2 separate regions of the Mus musculus genome follow, and region 2 is linked to region 1. Evidence: chromatin contacts called from public Hi-C data. All regions are on one chromosome and are shown on one strand. Each heading gives the region's core, a stretch centred on a gene start, on an enhancer-like site or on the middle of the called end of the contact. The rest is flanking DNA. Distances are from core to core; before and after follow the strand shown. Region 1 holds the start of Snx16 (sorting nexin 16). Region 2 has its middle 170 kb from the start of Gm33551.

Region 1 (4,340 bases), core at 1,010-3,509:
GTCTTCCCAGTTCACTGCCTCAGGATGCTGCTCTTCAGCCTCTCTTGGTCTAGCAGAATACTCAATGGATGAATCTGTCCCTGTAAATTTAGTCCTAATGAGAGGACTACCACACATTGATGATGCACTGTCCATCTGATCCTGGACATTCGTCTGCTTAAGACTGCCCACAGCTGAGTCCTCTAACTGGCCTTTGGAAGAGGTTGAGCTTGTGGAAACACTGCCAAAAGAAGAACTCCTTTGATTTCTGTTGTTTGTAAAGCTGGAAGCGGAGTTTCCTATTGGCATTGGAACTGGGACATACGGGGTTGCCATCTTCTTTGGCCTTGGCAACAAACTTGTACACCTTTGAGTCCAAACACTTAAAGAACAACCAATATGCAGTTCATTGCTTTCTTCTTAGGAATTCACTATCTAAAAATGAGAAGGACATATTGAAGAATTAGACTTCAACCTAGAACTCAAACCAATAGAAAAGAAAGTGCTTCTCTTAATTTGTGACACTCAATTACCTATGAAGACATGGGTAACATCATCCTGTAATCTGATTTACCTCTGTGGACTCTTGTTTACATGGTTAGGAGAACAAACTTATTTTACATCTCTTTTCTTGACCCTTATGATATACATATTTCTTCTTTTTTTTTCCCTTTGGTCTACTTTTCTTTATTTTTTGCAATATTCATTTTAAATGGACTTAATCCTAACATACATTCAAACATATTTCCTGTCTACTCCCACTCAAAAAATGGAAGCAGAAGGAGAAGTTTTGTCGTCCTGGTTGTACTATATGCAACATAGGAACAGAAGAAGGAAAAAAGTCATTCATTTTACTTTTTTATAGAATTACTGAAACTCCCAAGGATTTACACAGGCTAATCATAGTCAGTCCGAAGTTTGATTATTACTAAGGAATGCTCTTTTACTTTGATTGAGATTTGCAATGCTATGCATGCATTCTAAACCTCTTCCTTAAAAAATATGTTAATTTTTAGGCAGGGTCTTACAAGGTTGTTGCCTGTGAACTTGCTAAGTAAGTAGCCTAGGTAGGTTTGAACTTTTGATCTTGCAGCCTCCATAGGTGCTGGGATACACACCTGTACTACCAAGCCAGCAACAACTGTCTTGAAAGTAACATTTTTTTTTAAACTTAGCATCAAATATATTTCAAATGCAAACTTGGTAAAGTTAACGAAAAAAAAGGGGGGGGGAAGGTATCAGGTTTACAGTCAATCAAATTAAATCATTAAAAGTTTTGCTTTTTGATTCTAGATTATTCATTCTCAATAACCTAAGGTCCAAAAGATGGTTATATTGTATGTCTGAATAATTTTGTAGAATAAAGAAGTAATGACTTACCATTACGACGTTAAGTAATAAACTCAGAAATGTTAAGTAGCGACCAGGAGAAATGACAGGTCTATTTATACACAGCAACAGGGGGTCTACCAGCCCAACTTTATTTACTGTCCTCTTAGCAAGCTGTCCCCTCTGGATGTAGGAAGTTTAAACAGGGTGTCTAACCTCACGCGGCCAGTGCAACCTTCCTTATTGTGGAACATTCAAGAAACTTGAGCTACGGACTCACCCCTTGGGTGAATCCTGACCCCCACCCCGCACCTCCCCAGAAGAACCGCGCAGGATTCTCGTAGCTCCGGCGCTGGCCTCTGACATCTGCCACCTGAGGCCCCGGGCTGCCAAGGGCGGCCTCGGGGTGCGCCCGGGGACTTCCACCCGCGGGAGCGCCGAGCGGCGGAGGGAGGGCGTGTCGCCTTCTTCGGGGGCGCCTGACCTCGTACCCAGGAGGATGCTCCCGCGCTACCTGGGGAGGAGGGTGACAGCACGGTGGCGGAACGCAGGCCCGGGGAAGCTGGCAGGGCGACGCGGTCCGCGCGGGCCGCGAGCCCTCAGGCCGGGCTCCCGCACCTGCAGTCCTCCCGGGCCAGGCGCGCCCAGGGGTGCGGCGGGGTCCAGGCTCCCCCGCGCCCCGCAGCCTCCCGCGCGCCCGCCCGCCGTCCAGGCGGCAGGTGTCCCCGCGTCCTACCTCGGCGCGCTCCGCGACCCCACGCCGTCAGGGGAAGGAAGGCGGCTCCTGTTGGACTGCGGCGGGTCGCGTCCTGCCCGGGCACTCGGACTCCTCACGTGACCCTCCGCCCCGGAGCAGCCGCTCGGTGCCTGGGCACAGCCACCCAGCCAGGTTCCCGCGAACCGAGGGAAGGGACGGCCTCGAGTGGGAGGGGGAGGTATGCCGCTCCAGGAAGTGACGTCACAGCACGGCACCGCCCCCGGAGGCCCACACTGGGATTGCTGGTCCCTGTCTCTGCAGTGGCCCGAACAAATCTAATTTTATCACAGGGAATCGACAGTTTTTTTTCCACAGGCTTTATTACTAGGGAGTTTCTGAGAAATGGGGCTACAATATCTAGTTTGCCAAGTAGATGAAGAGAAGACTTCAATTCCCAGAAGGCACTTTGGCTAGCATAAGTTCGGGCTAGAGCTTTGCATCATGGGACTTGTAGTTATCACTGGTTGGGGGGGGAGGTCTAGAAGGTTAGTCATTTTCCATAATTAGCATTTCTTTGATGGATTGACAACTGATTTGAAGAGTAGGCAGATAGAACACTATTTTATTGTGTATTTGTCCCTGTAATTTAGGACTATGGTAAAGATTCCTGAATGCCTGAATTTCTGAATTTAGCCCAAGTGAAAACAGTATTAGGCTGCTTAGATTTGCTAATTTGAAAACCTTTAGTGTTTCAGCAACACTATTATTTAATATTATATATCAAAGTTTACAGAACCATTTGTCAGTACAATCGAGTTGTCTTATTTAAAGATCATTCAATGATTTCTAGGGCTTTGGAGCGATACCTAGAAGGGGAAAATTGAGAGTGGTGATTCCAAAATGATAATGTGATTTCTGACATAGGTGTAGCTTTTATTGGAGAAATAAGTATGAGATAAACAGAATTCGTTGAAAACATAAAGATATTTTCAGGATGAAATTGCCCTTTTTGTCCTTGAATTAATATAATTGAATAAAGGGAAGAAAAAAGTAAGGCAAAGAAAAATGAACCTTGGAATAGTTTTCTTAATAGGGCTCCAGGGGCCAAGGAAAGAAAAGCGCTCAAGAAATAAGAGTGTACAGGTAGCATAGTTTGAAGAAAGATGAAGATCTTGTAAAGGTTGTTGGAACTGTTTGAGTAATTTTTTTTCAGATTATTGAGTGGAACATAACAGGATATACATATATACAAACATATACATATATACATATGTATATATCGCATATTTTCTGGTATTGATAAATGGCTAGATTTTACTTTCAGGAGATAACTAGACATTTTTAGTAATCAAAGAAGAACATTCTGTGTGTTGTCAGATAAGGGCTACAACATAATCTATATATACAATATAATCTATATATATACTGGCCGGTTCCTACTTATAGACTTTTAGTTTACACTCTATGCAGTGGTCCACAATAGAAATGAACTGTTTACACAGCTTACAGAATAAGATTATTTTTCTGACTTTTGTGTTGTGTACTTTTATGTATGTATAATAAGAGGGCATTTGAGCTCACCCAAGGTATCGTTAGACAAGATGCATAGCTTTTATCAGCCTGAGGTGATAGTGGGGTGAGCGAGAAGATGTAAAAACTACAGGATAAAAGAAGCATTTGAAATGGAAAGATATATTATTTCCCCTCCTAAGGAATTGCTCTATCTTCTGTACATTTGGCTTCTCTTGTGGCTAGGTTTATATCCCGGTTTAGATACATTTTTATTAAGCTGGATTTTTTTTTCAAGTAGCATATTTGATCCAACTTGTGTCCAACAGGTGCCTCTTTCCAAAGAATTAAAATGGAGGTGTGGCTGAGCAAAGGCATAAGATTGATGCCACAGAAACTAATGTCATAGGAGTATCTGTGGTGAGAAGTCTGGAAAGCCCCCCTGCTAATTTCTCTAAGATTGATCCATTCTTTCTCCCCTCTTGACTTCCCTTAGACTCTGTGAAATAGCCTAGTGAGTTTTTCAACATATTAGCCTTTTGCTTAAATACGGTCAAAGATTGTGTTTTAGTGTAAAAACCAAAACTGCAAGTAACACAGGCAAACTGAAAACCAGGAGTGGACACAGACAGGAGTCTTACAATTATTTAAATTGGGATGAGGAGATGGCTCTCTGGATAAAGCACTTGCTGGGCAAGTGTGAGGACCAGAGTTCAGTTCCCCAGTACCCACAAAGAACAGCCAGGAGTGGGTGTGCGGGCATGCACACCTATGTACGCTCATATATATGTTTAATCCCAGTTCTTGGGAGGTGGACCCCAGGATC
Region 2 (4,340 bases), core at 967-3,466, 240 kb after region 1:
GAAAGACAGCATTTTCAACAATTGGTGCTGGCACAACTGGTTGTTATCATGTAGAAGAATGCGAATCGATCCATACTTATCTCCTTGTACTAAGGTCAAATCTAAATGGATCAAAGAACTTCACATAAAACCAGAGACACTGAAACTTATAGAGGAGAAAGTGGGGAAAAGCCTTGAAGATATGGGCACAGGGGAAAAATTCCTGAACAGAACAGCAATGGCTTGTGCTGTAAGATCGAGAATTGACAAATGGGACCTAATGAAACTCCAAAGTTTCTGCAAGGCAAAAGACACCGTCAATAAGACAAAGAGACCACCAACAGATTGGGAAAGGATCTTTACCTATCCTAAATCAGATAGGGGACTAATATCCAACATATATAAAGAACTCAAGAAGGTGGACTTCAGAAAATCAAACAACCCCATTAAAAAATGGGGCTCAGAACTGAACAAAGAATTCTCACCTGAGGAATACCGAATGGCAGAGAAGCACCTGAAAAAATGTTCAACATCCTTAATCATCAGGGAAATGCAAATCAAAACAACCCTGAGATTCCACCTCACACCAGTCAGAATGTCTAAGATCAAAAATTCAGGTGACAGCAGATGCTGGCGAGGATGTGGAGAAAGAGGAACACTCCTCCACTGTTGGTGGGATTGCAGGCTTGTACAACTACTCTGGAAATCCGTCTGGCGGTTCCTCAGAAAATTGGACATAGTACTACCGGAGGATCCAGCAATACCTCTCCTGGGCATATATCCAGAAGATGCCCCAACTGGTAAGAAGGACACATGCTCCACTATGTTCATAGCAGCCTTATTTATAATAGCCAGAAGCTGGAAAGAACCCAGATGCCCCTCAACAGAGGAATGGATACAGAAAATGTGGTACATCTACACAATGGAATACTACTCAGCTATTAAAAAGAATGAATTTATGAAATTCCTAGCCAAATGGATGGACCTGGAGGGCATCATCCTGAGTGAGGTAACACATTCACAAAGGAACTCACACAATATGTACTCACTGATAAGTGGATATTAGCCCAAAACCTAGGATACCCAAGATATAAGATACAATTTCCTAAACACATGAAACTCAAGAAAAATGAAGACTGAAGTGTGGACACTATGCCCCTCCTTAGAAGTGGGAACAAAACACCCTTGGAAGGAGTTACAGAGACAAAGTTTGGAGCTGAGATGAAAGGATGGACCATGTAGAGACTGCCTTATCCAGGGATCCACCCCATAATCAGCATCCAAACGCTGACACCATTGCATACACTAGCAAGATTTTATCGAAAGGACCCAGATGTAGCTGTCTCTTGTGAGACTATGCCGGGGCCTAGCAAACACAGAAGTGGATGCCCACAGTCAGCTAATGGATGGATTACAGGGCTCCCAATGGAGGAGCTAGAGAAAGTACCCAAGGAGCTAAAGGGATCTGCAACCCTATAGGTGGATCAACATTATGAACTAACCAGTACCCCGGAGCTCTTGACTCTAGCTGCATATGTATCAAAAGATGGCCTAGTCGGCCATCACTGGAAAGAGAGGCCCATTGGACACACAAACTTTATATGCCCCAGAACAGGGGAACGCCAGGGCCAAAAAGGGGGAGTGGGCGGGTAGGGGAGTGGGGGTGGGTGGGTATGGGGGACTTTTGGTATAGCATTGGAAATGTAAATGAGCTAAATACCTAATAAAAAATGGAAAGAAAAAAAAAAAAGAAATGCTTTTTTGGTGCATGGGGAAGAAAAGTTAAAATGTGTTCTAGGTACCAGATTACAGGTGTAATGTACTGGTGATGTAATGTCAATGTCTAGCCTCTGGTAACTTCACTTGACAATCTTCCTTGACTCCATTTTACATCTGAAGCCACACTCTCAACTTCTTCCTACATTTATCACCCCAACTTGTTCCCCATTTGTGCTGTTGTACTAGTTCTGAGGGACAATGCAAATATCAAAGCAGGAAGCACGTATTAAGTCTTAACATATCAGAGAAGATGATGCACAGGCAGCTGAAACCCGAAAGAAGCTTAGAAAACTCTAGCTTTGGGCTCCTCACAAAAATCATACAAGCAATAAACAGTTCCCAGAGGAGTGGATATTTCTTAAGGATGTAGCTGCTTGCACATTGAAAAGGGAGCCTCAGTGACTGGCTTCCATGAGTCGCCCATGCTGGGGCAGGCTCAGTGATGCAGCTTTTATGAATCACTCATCACTTATGCTGGGTGGTTCAGCGATGCAGCTTCCATAAGCCACTCATGCAGGGGTGGGGCTCAGAGATGCAGCCTGCCTGAGTGATCACCCATGCGTGGGCAGGCTCAGTGATGCAGTTTACTCCTGTAAGTAATCTGTAAGTTCATTGGCTCACCAAGGTAGGCATAGGTGGAACCATTGCTTTGGTTTGTTGTCTGTCTGTTGAGGTGTACACATGTCAGAAAGAGTCACTGACATAAGCACATTTGCTGAGACATATGCATGCCGATTTGACAGTTGAAAGAGTCATTTGGATATCAAAACAACGAAAGTCATCTTAGACTTCATTCCTGCAGTTTCCAAATGCATATCAATCTATATTTATATTTTCTACTATACTAGATTTCAGTTTACTATAGATATGTTAAATATAATATCATTAATCTATTGAAATAATTAACTCAGTTATATGCTCCTATAGTTTAAGATCTAAGTCTAAAATTTTTTTCTGAACTTTGTACTGCTCAGAACAAATAAAAGTTATGGCTAAAAGTTGTTCTGTAGGAAATAGTGTACTTTATTCAGAAAGCTAAACATTCTTTATTCTTATATAAAGGCAATTCTGTAGTCATTGTTCAGTAATAAACATTTGAAACAAACACAATGCTGTGATCATTTTTTTTTGTTTAATTTTCTTATGTATAGCAATTTGATGATGTGGCTTTATCAAATAGAGTGGAGCACTCAATAGGTTGTGTCAGGGTGACCCTGGTAGAGCCCAGCTAGGCAGATGGGGATGGGACATAGGAACCATTGCTAGTGAGCACATGATAGTGGGTTTTGATGCCTGTCATCCGTGGATCACAGCTTGAGGGGCCCTTATCTACAGGAAGTATTGACAATTTTCCACAGATATTTTATTTTATTTTATTTTATTTTATTTTTCCTTGTGTAAAATATACTATTTTATTCAGCCATGGAAAAATGCTCATACTGTGGTCTTATTTTTATTTATTTTTCTTTTTTATTATATATATTTCAAATGCTATCCTGAAAGTTCCCTATACACTACCCCCGCCCTGCTTCCCTACCCACCCACTCCCACTTCTTGGCCCTGGAGTTCCCCTGCACTGGGGCATATAAAGTTTGCAATACCAAGGGGCCTCTCTTTGAAGTGATGGCCAACTAGGCCATCTTCTGATACATATGCAGCTAGAGAGACGAGCTCTGGGGATACTGGTTAGTTCATACTGTTGTTCCACCTATAGGGTTGCAGACCCCTTCAGCTCCTTGGGTGCTTTCTCTAGCTTCTCCACGGGGCCCTGTGTTCCATCTTATAGATGACTGTGAGCATCCACTTCTGTATTTGCCAGGCACTGGCATAGCCTCATACAAGACCAGGGTCCCTTCAGCAAAATCTTGCTGGCATATGCAATAGTGTCTGTGTTTGGTGGCTGATTATGGGATGGATCCCCGGGTGGAGTAGTCACTGGATAGTCCATCCTTTCATCTTAGCTCCAAAATTTGTCTCTGTAACTCCTTTCATGGGTATTTTGTTCCCTATTCTAAGGAGGAATGAAGTATCCACCCGTTGGTCTTCCTTCTTCTTGATTTTCTTGTGTTTTGCAAATTGTATCATGGGTTTTCTATGTTTCTGGGCTAATATCCACTTATCATTGAGTGCATATCTAATGACTTCTTTTGTGATTGGGTTACCTCACTAAGGATGATATCCTCCAGATACATCCATTTGTCCAAGAATTTCATAAATTCATTGTTTTTAATAGCTGAGTAGTGCACAGATATTTTAATCACAATTGAGTCATGTATAACAATTCCTGGTATTTATGACTGCTATTTGGCAAGAGTGTGGATTCCAGAAAGTAAATCTTGCTAATTTAAGAGTCAACCATATAATTTAATCGTTAGTGTTCCCTGCTCAAAGCTGATTTTAAGAAGGAAGATTGACAGCTACTGTCTTATCTGTTCTTCTTTAGCTTCTCAGCTATAAGTAAATATGCCAGAGGTGGGGTAAGATTTGATCTTATAGAGATGCAGAAAAGTTCTCAAAGATAAAACATAGGTTGCTTTAGGAGTTTCACAAGTGATGGAAAAACTATGTAAAATACCATCTTA

The links. Hi-C and Micro-C count contacts between places; a contact is called where the count stands out from the background.
Region 2: a contact with region 1 is called in a Hi-C map of adipose-derived mesenchymal stem cells, with 1.8 times the contacts expected there. The contact joins the enhancer-like site here to the promoter of Snx16 in region 1. A contact is called at or near these places in 2 of 39 promoter capture datasets (embryonic stem cells and stem cell-derived epiblast-like cells), 2 of 484 Hi-C or Micro-C datasets (adipose-derived mesenchymal stem cells and cortical neurons) and 2 of 115 datasets of contacts at active chromatin or transcription factors (both in embryonic stem cells).

The regions. Positions count from the first base shown.
Region 1 is chr3:10,437,871-10,442,210 of GRCm38.p6, forward strand. It overlaps Snx16 (sorting nexin 16), which reads right to left and starts at 2,260. Exons shown (of 8, transcript NM_029068.4): 1 at 2,045-2,260; 2 at 1-414. The coding sequence starts at 315.
Region 2 is chr3:10,676,870-10,681,209 of GRCm38.p6, forward strand. No RefSeq gene overlaps it. Among named protein-coding and RNA genes, the nearest start is that of Gm33551, 170 kb to the right of the region's middle. Within about 2 kb of position 2,217, at least 2 of the 459 cell types and tissues checked have an H3K27ac peak or open chromatin away from gene starts, as enhancers often do. A contact at or near this core is called in adipose-derived mesenchymal stem cells, where this site is marked.